Linked DNA regions of Cricetulus griseus: region 2 is linked to region 1. The links are chromatin contacts, called in public Hi-C maps. All regions are on one chromosome and are shown on one strand. The core of a region is the stretch at or near the end of the contact, and the rest is flanking DNA. Distances in the headings are between cores, read along the strand shown. Region 1 holds the start of Qki (protein quaking). Region 2 overlaps Qki (protein quaking).

Region 1 (7,915 bases), core at 2,978-5,477:
CAAGAGATACAAGCATGCCTAGGTGAAATGAAGGCATGCTACTATTGGATTCTTTGCACAAAAGGCACCCCCCCACCCAAGGTCCTAATCTACATTGTTCTGACATTTGAAGCTGACTGGAGTCCCTAGATCATTTTCAGTGTTTCCAACAGTATCTGATAAACAACTTTACAATTACAGAGGATACTCAAAAGTTCTGTAGAATTAATTATACAAACATACCTAGATTCCCCCATCCCCTTTTAGGAAATTTATTTTAAAAAAGAATATTGGAACCAGGAGCCATCAAACATTGAATCTGAAGTTTAACATACTTTTTAGTTTTTGTAAAAACGCCATGGTGATGAAGACAGAGTGCTTGGATATTGTACGTTTTTATTTTAAATGTCAAGAAATGCAGTAAGCTAGTAGAGCCAATGAAATTAAGAGAACAGAAAGTGCATTTCCACTCCTGGTTAATTACAGTGTTAGAATGAAGAGCCAATTTTAGTGTCAATAGAGTAGACGACATGCTTTTTCACTGAAATAGCTAGTACAAGGATATTCACATACCTGTGTATACTGATCTTCATGTATGTTTGTCCTATTCATTTTGAATACTGTATTGAGATGTGTTTGTAATAACAGAACTGAAGGATCTATAATAATTGTTAAAACTTGTAAGCTTGTAAGGTACACATCCCAACAAACTTTGTAGTAACATTGCAGTCATCATTTTGGGTGATCAATATAATATGTCCACAGTGTTCAGAAACAGGAATGTAAGATAGAAAACGGAGGGATCCTATGGATGGATATCTGGTAGAGCTCAGTGGCTCCAAAGACAGCATGAGTAATTATTGTACAGCTCTCCACTAGCCCCTGAACTGTTGTGAGGTAGCCAACCATCTCACCTCTCAAATATGGCTACTCATTCCTCCCCAATATGTTGGTTGAACATCAAAAGAAATAAGCTAGGAGAGCATTTGGACCTCTGGTATACAAGCACCTGACACTCCTCTTTGGACATGCTTGTCACAGAAGCTTACAAATATCATGTGTTGTTGTGGAGTGGGGGTGGGGGTGTTAAGAGATTCTAAAAAGAAGTGAAATCTTTACTAGGGTGGCAAACAAACTGACCCACATATCTGACATGGCATGTGAGGAAACTGACAGAAAGAACTGAAAATTTAAAAAGTAGTGGTGGCATGAGAGCTGGAGTGGGAAGGCTTTCCAAGGAGGTACACCAAGCCCAGAAGCCTATAGACGCCAAGCAGGTATTGAGGTCAAGGAGGATTCCAGAGAGACTAGAGAGTCCATGAAACGAGGTTCAGCAACATGCAGGGTAGAAGGTCACTTGGGGCCTGGCAGGTCGTGGTGAACTCTGGATATTTTTTTCCCTTACCTGAGAGAAATCAGGGAAAACTGAGCAGGGGAGAGATCCACATGTACTTGGAATTTTTACTCTGCACTCCAAAGCAGCTATTTCCAACGATGGGCCCAACGATTAATCTACGGGGAATGAAGATGACCAACATCTTTTTGTTTCAGCCACATTAAAAAAGTGGTTGAACCTATGGGTCAGTAAAATGGGGGACAGCACTCTGTAATAAAATATAACTGGACTGAACAGCAGACAGAACTCGTTAGCTACAGTGCTGTGTAAATATCTAGATTACCTCTTCCTCTTCGGGGTTTCCTCTTCTGTAAAATTGGGGATGCCAGTATTACCTAAGACACAGGACTGCTCTGATTGACTGAACTACAGAGGTACAGCAGTTTGCCCAGGGCCCAGGAAGTAGGCATGCCAATTCAGAAGGGGGACTTCATCTTTCACAAGCAGAGCCCATGAATAATTCAGCATCAAAATATTTTTAATAATATCCAAGAGACAAACTTCTCATTTTTCTTGGTTCTGAATGAACATTTGGAAAACACAGAAACAGCTTTTTGATCAAATTGCTACTTCATGCCTTTACATAATTTGCTTAAAGAGATTATTATGTTGAATATTCTATAGTACTTAGAATTATAGCTATCGTTGGAAAATTCAATTATTTGACTTATGTGCTTTTAACTTTTTCTATCAAGGCAACTTCATTTGCTCTATCAAAGTAAATTAAAAACAAACAAACAAACAAAAAAACCTCAAACTGTGGTCTTTTAATGAAACCGCCAGAAGCTACTGGCCATGGGTATTTAAAATTGCTTTAAAGATATTTGGTACCACATAATCTCAGCAATGTTCTTTAGAATTTGTGGAAAGCAAAGTTAAAACAAAACAAACCAACAACCACCCTACTTACGTTCACATTTAAAATACATTGACATGATGCACAGAAAATCATACATAGCCAGGGACAACTCTCAAAACGGCAGATCTGATAACCTTGCCGGCATTTTCATGGAGCCCGGTTATAAAGATCTTGCAACAAAACATGGATGATGCAGATTTAATGACTGACAGCTTCTATAAATCACAGCACTTCACTGCTGCAGTTCGGAAAATTGTTTCCTAAACAAATGTAAACGGCAGAACTCCGTCACAGTGCACGGAAAGCCCTTTTCTGGCGCACTGCTTTTGCTTTTTTTACTTTCTCCCCCAGTACGCAGAAATAGATGTTGACTCTTTCTTTCCACACCCCCCATCCCACCCGAACGTGAGCTCCTCACACACAGGCTCCCTTCTTCTGCGTGCGGGCGGCTCGGCAGCCGAGGAGGCTGGGTCCCTGCTCGGTTCCTCTCCTCTCCGACCGCAGCCGTGCCGTGAGGAGAACGGGACCACGCGTCATGCCGCCCGCCTGCCCGTGGGTGCGCACGCGTGTCCCGTCTCCGCCTACGGTTCGGGTGCCGCGAGGCCCGTCACGCGTGGGGTATGGCTCCCGGGGACACCTCACGGGAGCCCCGCAGCGGGCGATGCTGCGGCGCGGTCGCCCACGCGCGCCAGCTCAGCCGGCCGCCCACCGGCATCACGAGCGGGATGCGGACTCGTCTGCGCCTGGTCCGACGGCCGGGTCCCCCACCCCGCCCGCCCCGCCGGGTGGGCGCCGCGCCAGAACGGTTCCGGCCCGCTTCTCGGTCCAGAGGCCACCGCCGCTGCCCCCCCTCGCCCCCCACGCAGGCGCGCTCTCCGGCCGATAGGGCGGGGCGACCCTCGGAAGGGGCGTGGCCACAGCCCTCGACGCGCGCACGCGCCCTCGGCCTCACGGCTACGTGTCGGGCCACGTGATGCCCACCCGAGAGTGCCCCCAGTGAAGCAACAGGACGTTAAAAAAAAAAAAAATTCTCCTTTTTTTCTTTTCCTGAGGGGTGGCGAGGAAGGTGGACGAAGAGGTTTTAAAAAAAAAAAGAGAGAGAAAAAAATCCCCTCAAACTATAGTAACGCGCCGAGAGGCGAGGCCAGGGCGGCGGCGAGCGCAGCGCCCGCGCATAGTCCCGCCGGAATTCCTCTCAGCCGACGCGCCCGACCGCGCCCGCCGCCTCAGCAACAGCGCGCCGACGAGCCAGCGCCGCCGCCCGCGTCCCCTCAGCCGCGACCCCGGCCCCGCGCAGGCCGCCGCAGCCGGCGCGCGTCCCCCTCAGCCGCGGCCCGGCCCTCGGCCACCAGCCGGCCGTCCGTCCGTCCCGCCCGAGCGGCCAGGGGCAGGGGCGCCGGCGGCGGCGGGGGGCGGGAGCGCGCCTAGCCCCGTAACGGCCGCCCTGCGCGCCCGGCCCGCCGCCCGCCCCCGGCCCTGCCCGCGCCCCTCCCCCCGCCGCCGCCGGCAGCGCCGCCTGAACTGAGGCGAACTCCGCCGCCAAGTGAGTGAGGAGGAGGAGAGCCGCGGAGGAAGAGGAGGAGCGGCAGTCGGAGCGGCGGCGGCGGCGGCGGCAACGCGGGGGCGCCGCGGCGGACAGCACCGCAGACTCGCGAGCTTCGGCGCAGGCGGCGCGACCGGCCGACGAGCGGCCCCTCGACTCCTCGCGGCGCAGCGGCCCCGCGCCGCGCTCGGCCCCGAGACCCGCCTCCGCCGCCGGCCTCGCGAGGGGAGCCGCGCCGGGCGGCCGAGGAGCGGCGGCCGCGGCGCGTCGGGCCGGGCGAAAGTGCCTGCGGGGGGGCGGGCGGGCGCGCGGAGCCGGCCGCCCCGGGGCTCGGCGCGGGAGCCGGAGCGGAGTCGGCGCGGAGCGGGACGCCGCGTCCGAGCGGCCGGCGGCCGGAGCTCGCCCCGCCCCTCCCTCCTCTCCTCCTCCTCTCTCCTCCTCCGGCGGCGCGCGGCGGCGGCGGCGCGGGCGGAGTGAGCTGCGGAGCCTGGAATATGGTCGGGGAAATGGAAACGAAGGAGAAGCCGAAGCCCACCCCAGATTACTTGATGCAGCTGATGAACGACAAGAAGCTCATGAGCAGCCTGCCCAACTTCTGCGGGATCTTCAACCACCTCGAGCGGCTGCTGGACGAAGGTGAGCCTCTCGACCCCCGCGGGCGAGCGGGCGGGCGCGGCGGCCCGGGATGGCGGGGCGGCGGGAAGGTCAGGCGGGCGGGCGCACAAAGGCGGCGCGGGCGGCTCGCGGCGGGTCGGGGCCAGGGCCGGGGCAGGCCCGAGGGCGGACCCGGAGCTCGCGGGCGGCAGGGCGGCGGGGCGGCGGGGCTGCGGCCAGCTCCCGACGGCGCGGCAGATAGACACCCCGCCATCCCGACCGATCTGGCCGGGCCACGCGAGCTCTGCCTCGCCTCGCCCGCGGGGCCCCGGCTGGGGGTGCCCGTCTCAGTGGAGTTGTGTGGCCCGCGGTACAGGAGTGGACTCTTCGGGTGTCCACAGATTACGTAGGGTACCGAAAAGTAGTGCTTATGTGGCCGAAGGCGAGCACGAGCTGACACAGAGCACAGCACTTTTTTTGTCCTTTGTTTAGGGAAGCGAGAACTGTTTGGGAGTTTAACTTCACTTTTTTTTTTTTTTTTTGGGTGGCGGGGGGAGGAGTATGAAATACCGCGATGACAGACCTGAACGGAATCCGAGTTCGGAAGAACTCACTGGGGCGGAGGGTTAGCTCCAGGCGTAGCCGCCCGCGTCCCTGGGGCGGGGAGCTGGAAGTTTGAAAGGACGGGAATAAAATAGAGCGCAAGTTTGCAGAAGCCGAGTTGGGAGCGCTGCAGGGAGCGAAGAGTGGCTAGAAGATGCATGCTGGTCAGCTCTGGCAGTCCTCTAAGAACTTCTCTCAGCAGCGACCTGGAGTGTTAGTTCCCAGGAGCCGTGGGTTTCCGCGGATTCCCGGGGCGGCCTGTGGGGCAGGAGGACCAACAAGTCCGCTTTGAAAACCGTGTAGCGGGGAGTTTCCCTTTTGTTTTTAAAAGTCTCCAGGCGGGGGGCTGTCTGAAGGAAGCGGAAAACTGTGCTGATGTGCGGATGAACAGTGGATTTTAGCATCTTGAGAAGAATCTCGAAATATTTTCAAATACAGCTAGAGAAATCAAAATTTATGCTCAAGGAGCAGGCATATCAGGGAAGAACAAAAGACTTTGAATACCTCCGAGCTAAGAGCGAGCTTCTTTTGGGTGGGGAGCCATAGGCAGGACTTGAGGCAGAAAGCGCTCAGTTATGACGCCTGAACATGCATACAACAGTAACAAGTCGAAAGGGACATTTCCTACTTTTGGGTCCGCGTGTCTGTTAGTCTCAGACGCCTCGGAGGAAAGTTGTGCTGCCCCTTTAAGGGGTTTTGCCTATTTGTGTTGGCATTTGAAAGATTGTGGAGGCAGAAAACTTTCTGGAATGTCAAAAAAAAAAAAAAAAAAAAAAAAAAAAAAGGAGGGTGTGTGTGTGCTGGAACTCTTCAATTGAGTATTTCCAAATGTGAGCGCTAAGGGGCGCCAGCTATTTTTTTTTAACCTTGGAATGTTTGGAACAAAATGTCTAGCATGCTTAAAAATCTGACCTATATTAAGTTCAGTAGAAATTTAAATTTTAGGTGACTTCACCTGTCATTATTTATCCACAAATGTGATTTCAGAGACAACACCTAATTTACTGTTATTTTTTCACTTGGTGTGTTGTTTTCATGGTATTACTGTGAAATTTATGATGAAAATTATAGTTTTTTAAAAGTACAGTGTATGGGGAATCTCTTACACGCCTAGACAGCATTTAAAATGGATTAATATGCATTCTTAAAGTTCTCCGTATACTCAAGTGACATATTGAGATCATAAAAAGTTTGGAAATACTATAGGAGTTTCCTCGATTAGTTGTAAAAGGCTGCTCATGTAGTCTTTCAGACTGATCAGATATAACCACCTTAGTTTGAGGTTGGCATAAGTCAGCTGGAGGAATTTCAATTATGTCATTATTTCTGCACAGGCTTGTTTATTACTCTCTAGTTAGAAATAGTAACCCTTTGTGTTCCAAATGTAAAAGAAAGCTAGTTTAGGATTACAGTATTCAAAATAATATTTGTTTCTTTCCTTTTCCTGTTTTCTCCATCTTTCACCTCAGTCTGCCTTCTGTACTCAGGAGTCTGCATTAGGCCAGTATACAGAGAACTTCCATGCTTGTAGGTAGTGTGTTTACAATAGACCTCAGAATGAATAGGAAGTGTGATTGTTTTAATCATATCAGAGCAAATGTTGCAGGACAGGGGCTAGTCCTTAATGTGTTATAAGCCTTTTCCTGTACTTGCTAGTCTTATTATAAATTTAATTTGACTTGAAAATACTGGTTTCTTAAGTGCAAGATCATAATTTTCTTGCTAGATGACTTAATTGTGAAAATTGGCAACTTGTGCTTTACCCCCTTGTGGCCTCTCATTGTCCAAAAACAAATTAATCATGACTTGTGTTTGTGGTTAGGGATTACACTCTCCTTTGTCTGTAATGCTTGGCAGAAAGATTACTTTTAAATTCAGATAAAACTAAGTTTCACTTTAGGGATTAAATTGTTCAATGGCATTGAGATATTCTATTCTCTGATAGTTAGAAATTTTGAATGGGACTGTCTAGCAATTTTATTTTTAAAATACTTTCAAGCAGTGAGCTTTTAATATAGTTCCTGTTTGAGAATTTTCAGTTGACTAACAACTTTGGGAATGAAGTGTTCTTTTTTTTTTTCTTCTACTTGTTAAAACTTCAATGTTGTAGAAAGAGTACATTGATTCTTGCCAGTATAAAGTAGCCTGTAGTCTGTAATTTCGCTAGGTAATCAGTTCTACCGCTTGGTGAGTTGTGTCAGTCTTTCTTTTCTAGTATGTTTAGCAGGGCTGTTTTTGTAAGTTTGAAAATATATTTTAGGCCAGGTAAGTTCTGAAATAAAAGATAGAACTTGAGTTAGTATTTCTAAGACTCAAAGGTTAGCCCTGAATCACAGTAAAATGTGGATCTTAGACTGCTTTCTCTTCAGATTTTAACTGACCCTCCATACTGTCTCTAGTAAAGAACAGTTACATACACAAATTGTTTTAAAGACTTTCCTTTGTCATGAAAATGAAACTCTTGTAGTTGAATGCAAAGCATGTTTTTTTAAATAAACATTTTTGTAATAGAGTGTTGAAACTAAACAATAAAAATAATACAGAAAAGTATCAAGTAGAAGAAAAGAGAATGTGATACTTAACTTCATATTTCTAGTTTTAATTCATTAGATAGGCTTATGAGTGAGAGAGAAGCTGCTTATATGAAAATGAGAAGTGTGTGGTTTGTTAAAAAGGACAGTTTGAATCTTTATGGGTCTTACCAGAAAACCTAGAGTATAATTCAGGAAAAGTGAACAGATATGTTAGAATATATATTAATGGTTTGAAAATGTTTTTAATTTTCAGCTAACCCCTTTTTATAATAAAATTTCTGACTCATAAAACGTGAGAATATTTTTAATTAAAATTAGCTTTGTTAATTGTCTTCCATATTCATGTTTATCTTTGAGGATGTGTTCATTGTTGCGCATGTTATACCTTTCCTTGAATTTTTACTTTT
Region 2 (7,915 bases), core at 2,273-4,772, 120 kb after region 1:
TAAAGTCTCGAGTTCCTGGACTAACACCGAAGAACGTGATCACAGATAACATAGTGTGACTTGTTTTCTGTGTTGTTTGTCAGCTGACAGTTGTGCACACTGCTGCTAAAAGCTTTGGGTGTACCAGCCTTTTACCTGGCAGGGGAGGTGCAGTGGAAATGGGAACAAAGCAGCATCTGTTTGAGTCATTCTCCTAGTCATGCCACTGGCCTTTCAGCATCTGCATTACTAATTCCACACTACATTTTTCCTGCTCCAAAATCATCACTGTCTGCTGACAGCATAGTCCAGAGATTTATTGTAATGATACACACCTTGAGAAACCAGTTTGATTTGTCGTTGATCCCTTCGTCTTAATTTCTACAAACGGGTCATTTTCAGTCACATTGTAAAGAGTCAATTTTTAGCCAGCTATTAAAGCTGGTCTGCTTCTCTAGGCAGTGCAGCCCAGTCTTGCCCCCCCACCCCCCAGTGTGTTCCAGATATCTTCTCAGATAATTTTCCTCTTACCACTTTCAGAACAGCCTAGACAGTTACATAAGAAATGCAGCAGCAATGAGCACTGTAATCTGTAACACTGTATATGATTAATTTCTAGCAGAGATACATTTAGGATTATTTCACTGTCCCTCCCATGTTTCATATACATGCTCTGTGTACAGAGACCTCTAGGTATAACTTCTTTAACACTCGAGTCTATTGTTCTGTCACAGATTCATAATTATCTTGTCTGTGAAAATAATTCTTTCATCTGATCGAAAAATAACAGGATGAATTTTGCTTTTGTAAGTAATGGTTTGTATTTTAAAATTGTATTTTAGAATCCTTAAAATTAAGGGCTGAGTTGTAAATCATAACTTTGTGAAAGTATAGTTTTATTTTGTGAGCCTGATCATTATTTCTCCTGTTCACACATGGAATAATTTCTGATAAGAGGAGGGGACCCTGTAGTATCATTGGATGTACAGTTTGCTATTGCCACAAAAAGTATGTGTAGTACTCTGAAAACTTGAAGATGCTGTCAGGCTGCTGTACAAATTTTCATGGTAATTTGTCACAACAGTTGATAAAGAACTTGTGTGCATGCAGTTAATATTCTCTGACACCTGTGCGTGCAGTGAGGTCCTTCACATATGGTTATGTTGTATTACCACCGTTCCCACTGCAATTGTTTTTCAGAGACAGTATCAAAGTATGCAAATAGCATTGCAAGTCACATTTTTATATCATTGCAATATTAAATTGTTGAGATGGGAAAGTTCTAGAGTCACTATTAGGTGATGCTGTTGATGAAATGGTTACCTGTTTTTTCATTCAAAAGGCTGTTGATATTAGTATACTTAGTAAAGCATTTTTCTTTAGGTAAAATATCTAGCAAAACATGATGCAAAGTTATATTCACATCATTGTAGTGCAGCATCTTGAAGGGGATTGTTGAAGTACCTTGTCCATAAAAAAAGTGATGTTTGTGTGCACATAAGAGAAGTGTTTGGTGAAAAGGGTGTGTGTGTGTGTGTGTGTGTGTGTGTGTGTGTGTGTGTGTGTGTGTGTGTGTGTGTGTGTTGGGAGGGATTGTTTGCTTGTGTGTCTGGAATGGGATGCCTGTCTATTCCTTGATGACAGCTCATTGGTACAGCATTCTCAGCTTGTGATTTTTCTTGGTGGAATGAAGCATGTTACCAAATTTTCCATTAATTAAGCTAAATTCTCTGAATGCTTCTTAGTCTCCCACATTTTTTAAGTGTATAGAATAACACTGTCACAAGCATTTAGTGCCTTTAAAGTGGGACTAATAGCTTAACCCATTTTATGGACAGTATCATTTTAGAATTATCCATGATACATTTAATACCTGATTTCTTCTATATAAAATTACCTAAATTGAGTTGTCTTTATTTTGAAGAGACTTGGGGAAAAAAGTTATCTGTAGCTGGTGCTCAATGCTGAATCAAACTGGTTAACCTGAAACAGGATGCACTCCTTTCTTTGTTCTGCTGTACTAATTGCCAGGGATTGGGAGAGGAGGAGCAGCAACTAATCCATGCTAGGGAGATGTGGGCAGCCGGTTCTTAGAACGGTGACATGATAAAGTGCAGGTCACATTACTTGAAGCTTGCTGCCCCTTGAAGAGACACTGGCAAGCACTGGGATAGTCTCAGCCCCCAGGGTAAACATTACTTTATATATCTCTAAAGGTTTTGTTATTAAAAGATTTGAGCCAAATATATCTATTGTGGGTTATAGTACATTGGTATGCAGAAAATTCTTGAACTTGTGGAAATTGTGTGTATATATATGAATTCATATATATGTGTGTGTATGTATATATGTATATATTTGTGTGCAGAATAGTGTTCCCAAATCACACATGAATGGAAAACTGCAAACGACTGTACACAAGGTACAATAAAACCTGGACAGTATGCATGTGCTGCATCTTCTCAAGCCAAAAGAATGAGTTAAAAGTGTGGCCTCCCCCCTCCAGACACAAATACCAAAGTAAAGTAAAGAGCACATTTAAGTTTTTATTGATCCTTTAAACACTGCTTAGAAAATTTAAGAATCTCACATTCTAGAATTCTTAGCAGATCACTGTTTAAAAGACAACGGAAATCAATGAACTACTATGTGGTCCTTGGCTGGTCTGTGCATCCAAAATACCACGTGCCTTTAGAAAAACATTGGTACAGTTTTTAGGTATTTTTGTAAATGTAAGAATTTCTTTGAAGAGGGCTAAGGATGTATCTCACTTGGTAGGGTTGCTAGCTTATCATGCATACCTACCACCATAAGCAAAAAGCATTGCTTATCAAATCTTAGTCTCAATTTATATGTGAAAATGACTAATATTGGTATCTTAAGCAAAGTGGAAGAGCTGCTAAGATTTCTCCCAGTAGCTTGATACCATTAAAAGCTTCCTTTGACAACTCTGTACTTTAAGGTAGCCAATTTTTCTTGTTATGCTTGTGTAAGTTCCTTTGCCCTCTATCTGCTTAATCACTGGGAGGGTACCCTTTTCATACACCTCCAATGGCAGCTAGCTGGCAACCATGGTACCAGGTATATAGACTGGCAGACCTGATCTTTTGATGATTTAGCAGATGTTAAAAGTCTAAAGATTTGAGTTATCCCCAAATCTTCTCTTCAAAGATCATAATCTCACATTAGTTGTAAGCCAAATGTTTTCCTTGTCTCAAAAATATTTTTTGTTAACCCCACTGCCACTCCTTAAGGTACCTAGATTCACACACTACCAGCTGTTTGCATTATCTGCCCAGGTTCAGAAATATGATTTGTATCTTTAGACACTACCCTTCCTTCCAAAATTTTGAGTCATGCCATACAGATCTTAATGTCTTCCTGGGGTGGGGAGAATCAGATGAATGTGATCTGTGAGTTGGTTGAGAATCTTACTACTGGGAAGTGACTCAACAAGTAACATGCTTGCCCAGCTACCGAGAAGTGACTCAACAAGTATCATGCTTGCCCAGCTACCCTGACAACCTGGATTTGATCCCTGCAACCCATGGTAGGAGAGAACCAAATGCTGTCTTTAACCTCAACATGGGTGCAGTGGCATGCACAACTCACACATACCACAAATACAATAAATATTTAAAAACCACTGTCATTCATACAATGTTTATGTCTTACAGTGAAGATCATATTAGCTGGGTGTCACTTGGGGATTTCTGCTTTTTTAAATTTCAACTAGTCTGGCTACAAAACTGTGTGCATAGACTGATTAAATTTAAGTGTATCAGCATCTCTTGGGTGAAAATGTATTACTCTGTTTTATGCCCCGCTTACATAGTGGTTACTTAATTGGATACTGATGAAAAAGTTATTGGTTGAACTGAATGGGAGCAAAGTGAGAAAAGTATTCACAAGTTTTTTCGAAGTACTGAGTTAGTCTTGTAATTTTCAGGATCATTCATTTCAAACTTATATAATGACCTCAGCTATGCTTGACACATGTTTGAAAAGTTACTTTTGTACTGTAGAATTCTAAGTAATGCAGCCTATAAAACTGAAAACAGGTTAGTGGAAAGAGTATAAACATTGCAAGCAGATGCCCAAAAGTTAACTTTCAGGATTTCAGGTAGAAAATGTAAAACTTGAAATTAGTGGGTAAAGTGTAATATGAAAGATCTGAAGCTAAGTTTTAAACTGGCCTCTAACAGATACATAACTCAGCAGGAAAAGGCATTCACCACCAAGCCTTAAACCCAGATGGTAGAATACTTGACCCCGACCCCAAAGCTGTCCTTTGATTTCTACACACGGGCTGTGGCATGCACACACACATAAAAGTTAGTATCAAAAAAAAAAAAAAAAAAAAAAACACGAGATAAGCAAGTCCAACAGTCTGATCTTCACAGAATTAGTAGTCAGCTCTTAGGTTTTGATTACAATCAGGACAGTCAATTTCAAAAGAATGAAAAAAAAAAAAACTAAGAAAAAGTGGCCTGCCCTTGGTGAGATCTAATGGTTTAAAGTGAGATATTATTCCCATATTGCTCTTGGTTTATGATACAAGCTGTCTTGCATGGGGAAAAGGGAACGAGATTTTTCCTTTAAGTTTTGCTTTCTGTTCTCCAAAGGGACATGGCTTTTATGAACTCTCAGTCACTGGTAGGCTCATCTCCACTAATTATTCTGTACATTGTCAGCTGATTGAAGAGCTATTTGTTTATGCTGAAGCTTCCACCAAGAAATATCAGCCCCACTTGTGCACTCACAAAGCCGGTGTGTCCACATTTTTTCCAGACTGAGTAGTCCACATAACTTGGGTTACATCTGAAACATGACACCCCAGTCAGATGGAGCCCCAGCCTAAAGCTCTAGCTAGAGTGACCCAACAGTCATTTATGGAAATGATTGTTAAGGACACACTAATGCCTCATTGACTAATACAAGTTGTGGAAATCATGACTGATTGGGAGTGAGAAAACAAATGCTCAGAAGTTCACTACTGAACATGTTCAGATGTTGGGCTCCAAGTGAGAGTCCTGTGACTGTTTTTGTAAAACTAAAATCAGTTGATTCTGACTTTCTGTTAGAAGCTATTACTAAAGTATTCCAATAGCTAAATATGAACAGAATGGACTGGGAGTGTACCCTCAGCAAGAGGGGACACAGAGCAGCTGCAAGGATCATGGCACATTGCTATGCTGCTCTCAGGACAGTTCTAGTTGGCCAGAAAATGGGAAAAGTTGGGCCTTGGAGAAGGGCTGCCTCACATGCTTCATACTATTTGTGTAACCCTATCTTCCCTGTGAGAGACTTGTTTTTCTCCTTTGGACCTAATGAAAGAAACGAGTGCCACCTTTAAGGTTCCATCCCTAAGTCCATCCATATGGGTGTCCTTGTCTCTATCCTACTTGGCACTTTTTGATAATGTGGGTGTTTTAAGGGCTAGCTCAATACCCCCTCACCCCTGTGCTTTTAAGGAACAAGGGGTTTGTATGATGGCTGTCACAGAGTTTAGGTTAACCAGGAGCTGATGGCAGTCAACAGAACTCTAACAAAGCAGCCTGGAGAAGGAAAGGTTTATTGTGGCTGCCATTTCGGGGTCTGGTCTAGCATAGTTGGGAAGTTGGCAGCAGGACCATTAAGCAGATGGTTACAGTGTCACATTCAGGCCTCAGTCTGAAACAGGAGTGATTACTGCTGCCTGGCCCTTTCCTTTCAATTCCATCCAGCACTCCAGATCTTGAAACGGTGCTACCAGCACTCAAGAGGGTAAAGTCTCAATGAACCTAATCTAGAAAGTCCCTCACACACCCGTCAGAGGTTTGCCTCCAAGATCAGAAACCTTGATCCTGGTGAAGTTGACAGCCACACCAACTGTTTATTCCTGTTATGTGCTTTGCCACAGTTCTGTGTAGAGATGAAAACTGATGTATCAGTGTTTTAGCCATGGTGCTATAGAAGAGGTTGCCCATGTGCAGTAGCAGGTGTTTCCCCTTCTAACTGCAGGGCTGAGGTCATAAGTCTACCAAGAAAAGATATAAAATAATTTTAAAGTTCAAATATTTATTGTTTGCTGTGTCGGACTTAGAACCTGGAGCCTTGAGTATACTGGCACAAACTGTTTTTGAGGGGGCAAAAAAGTACTTGTCAACCACTTAAAACTTGCAATTAGAAACCTACATATTTACAATATTCCTTAAGTTAACTTTCAGAGTCCTAATTTGTCTATAGATAAAGTATTTGTGTTAACTGGTGATCCTGGACATGCAACTGCAGCTTCAAGCCTCACAGAGGCTGGGAATATGGCTGTGAGTACAGTGATTGCCACACAAGTTTGAAGACCAGAATTATAATCCCTGACACCCAAGTATGTAAATGCCCGGTGGGTATGGTGGCTCACCTGCAACCCCAGCCTCTGGGAGGTGGAGTTGGGTCCCTGGAACAGGCTGGCTAGCTAGAATACCCAGATCAGTTGCCTCTGGTTTCAAGTGAGAAACCCTGCCTTAATATGTAAGGTCGAGATGAAGAAAGTTCGTGTCAACCTCAGGCAATCACATTCGAGTACACAAATATGCATGTGCACACATTCAGGCAGGCACACACTTTGGAATGGACGCTGTACTTATATATGGAAGAAAAAAGCTTTACAGATTTCTCATCTGCAAAGCAGGTGCAAGTCCTGCCTTATACGACTCATAAGGGTAGATTACATGACATCATTGATATGAACCTCTTCATACACTGCCTAGCACCAAGGTCAGAATGTGAGCCTCTGCCCTTAGTCTTTCATTCTGCTGTTTCCTGATGCGGTCTTGAAGACATGCACTTAACGTGGAGTCACTGTAGGGGGAAGGAGGTATGTCCTACATTCATTTCAATTGTGAATAAACATGCCTTCCTAAGAAATGCATGCATTTTAAAGGGGCTCTGAGTCACAACCTACAGTTAAGTAACAATGTTTGACAGTTTTGTGCATGATTCATTAATACATTCTGCAGCTAAGCTGAAGCTAAACTCCCAGATAATAAAATTATGTTTGCCTTAGAAGGTAGTGTGATTATTTAAAACATTCACATGTTTTCATTTGTGCATAGAATGACAGTTTAAAACACATGCAAGACCTAGACAGATCTCACCCCTGGGAATACATGCAAACACCTGTTGCCAGGCATTTCTTCTGTTGGGTGACTATTCTGGAAATTATGCATGTATGTATGCTAACTTTGAGTACTCACCAGTAGTCGCACACCAGATGCCAGCCTAGTGCCATCAGCCAAGAATGTTTGTACAAGTGTGTTTCACACCTGTAGAGCCATGTCCATAGCCACGTCCTCTGCTTGCATGCTGAGAGGCTGTGGGCATGGCCTCACAACCATCACCACTGCTCCTAACACCCTTCTTCAGTGGCAACTGGAAGTTGTTTGTAAATGCTAATGTTTATGAAACACATGTAAAAATTAAACAATAACCAGGTGAAGACTGAGAAGGAGCCTCTGATCTTCAGCATGTTCCCTGAGCTCCAGAGACAGGCTTACTACAATGGAAGACCTCACACTCTCTGTCCGTAAGAACACACTCTTGGCTTCCCAAGAAACTGATGACTGCTCCTTTCTGTGGTCAGCTTCGCTCGCATGCTGCCCAGAGGCGACCCTCTCCTGAGAAGTGCACAGTGACTGAAGTGCTAGGTCAATTCTCTGGTTGCTTTGAGCAAGCAGAGGATAAACAGTCTCACTTGCACTCTACTTCCTTGTGGCTCTTTACTGCATTGTACTAAAATTCTTTGCTTCAGTGTTTCCACGGGTTCTAGACCAGGATGCAGAGCTTAAAAGTTACCTGAGTCTTTGAAAGCACCACGCACTTAGTTCAGGAGTGACCATGCAGAGTGCAGGAAAGAAAGCGCCTCTGATGGATCTCTGGTGCTGCCTGTGTGAGCAGTTTT

What was found. Hi-C and Micro-C count contacts between places; a contact is called where the count stands out from the background.
Region 2: a Hi-C map of fibroblasts shows a contact between it and region 1, with 4 times the contacts expected there. The contact joins the enhancer-like site here to the promoter of Qki in region 1. A contact is called at or near these places in 3 of 8 Hi-C or Micro-C datasets (the CHK-Q cell line, the CHO-K1 cell line and fibroblasts).

Annotation. Positions count from the first base shown.
Region 1 is chr2:290,486,467-290,494,381 of CriGri-PICRH-1.0, forward strand. It overlaps Qki (protein quaking), which reads left to right and starts at 4,228. Exons shown (of 8, transcript XR_003482378.2): 1 at 4,228-4,413.
Region 2 is chr2:290,605,894-290,613,808 of CriGri-PICRH-1.0, forward strand. It overlaps Qki (protein quaking), which reads left to right. Exons shown (of 8, transcript XR_003482378.2): 8 at 1-31. Among named protein-coding and RNA genes, the nearest start is that of Qki, 120 kb to the left of the region's middle. Within about 2 kb of position 3,523, at least 2 of the 6 cell types and tissues checked have open chromatin away from gene starts, as enhancers often do. A contact at or near this core is called in the CHO-K1 cell line and fibroblasts, where this site is marked.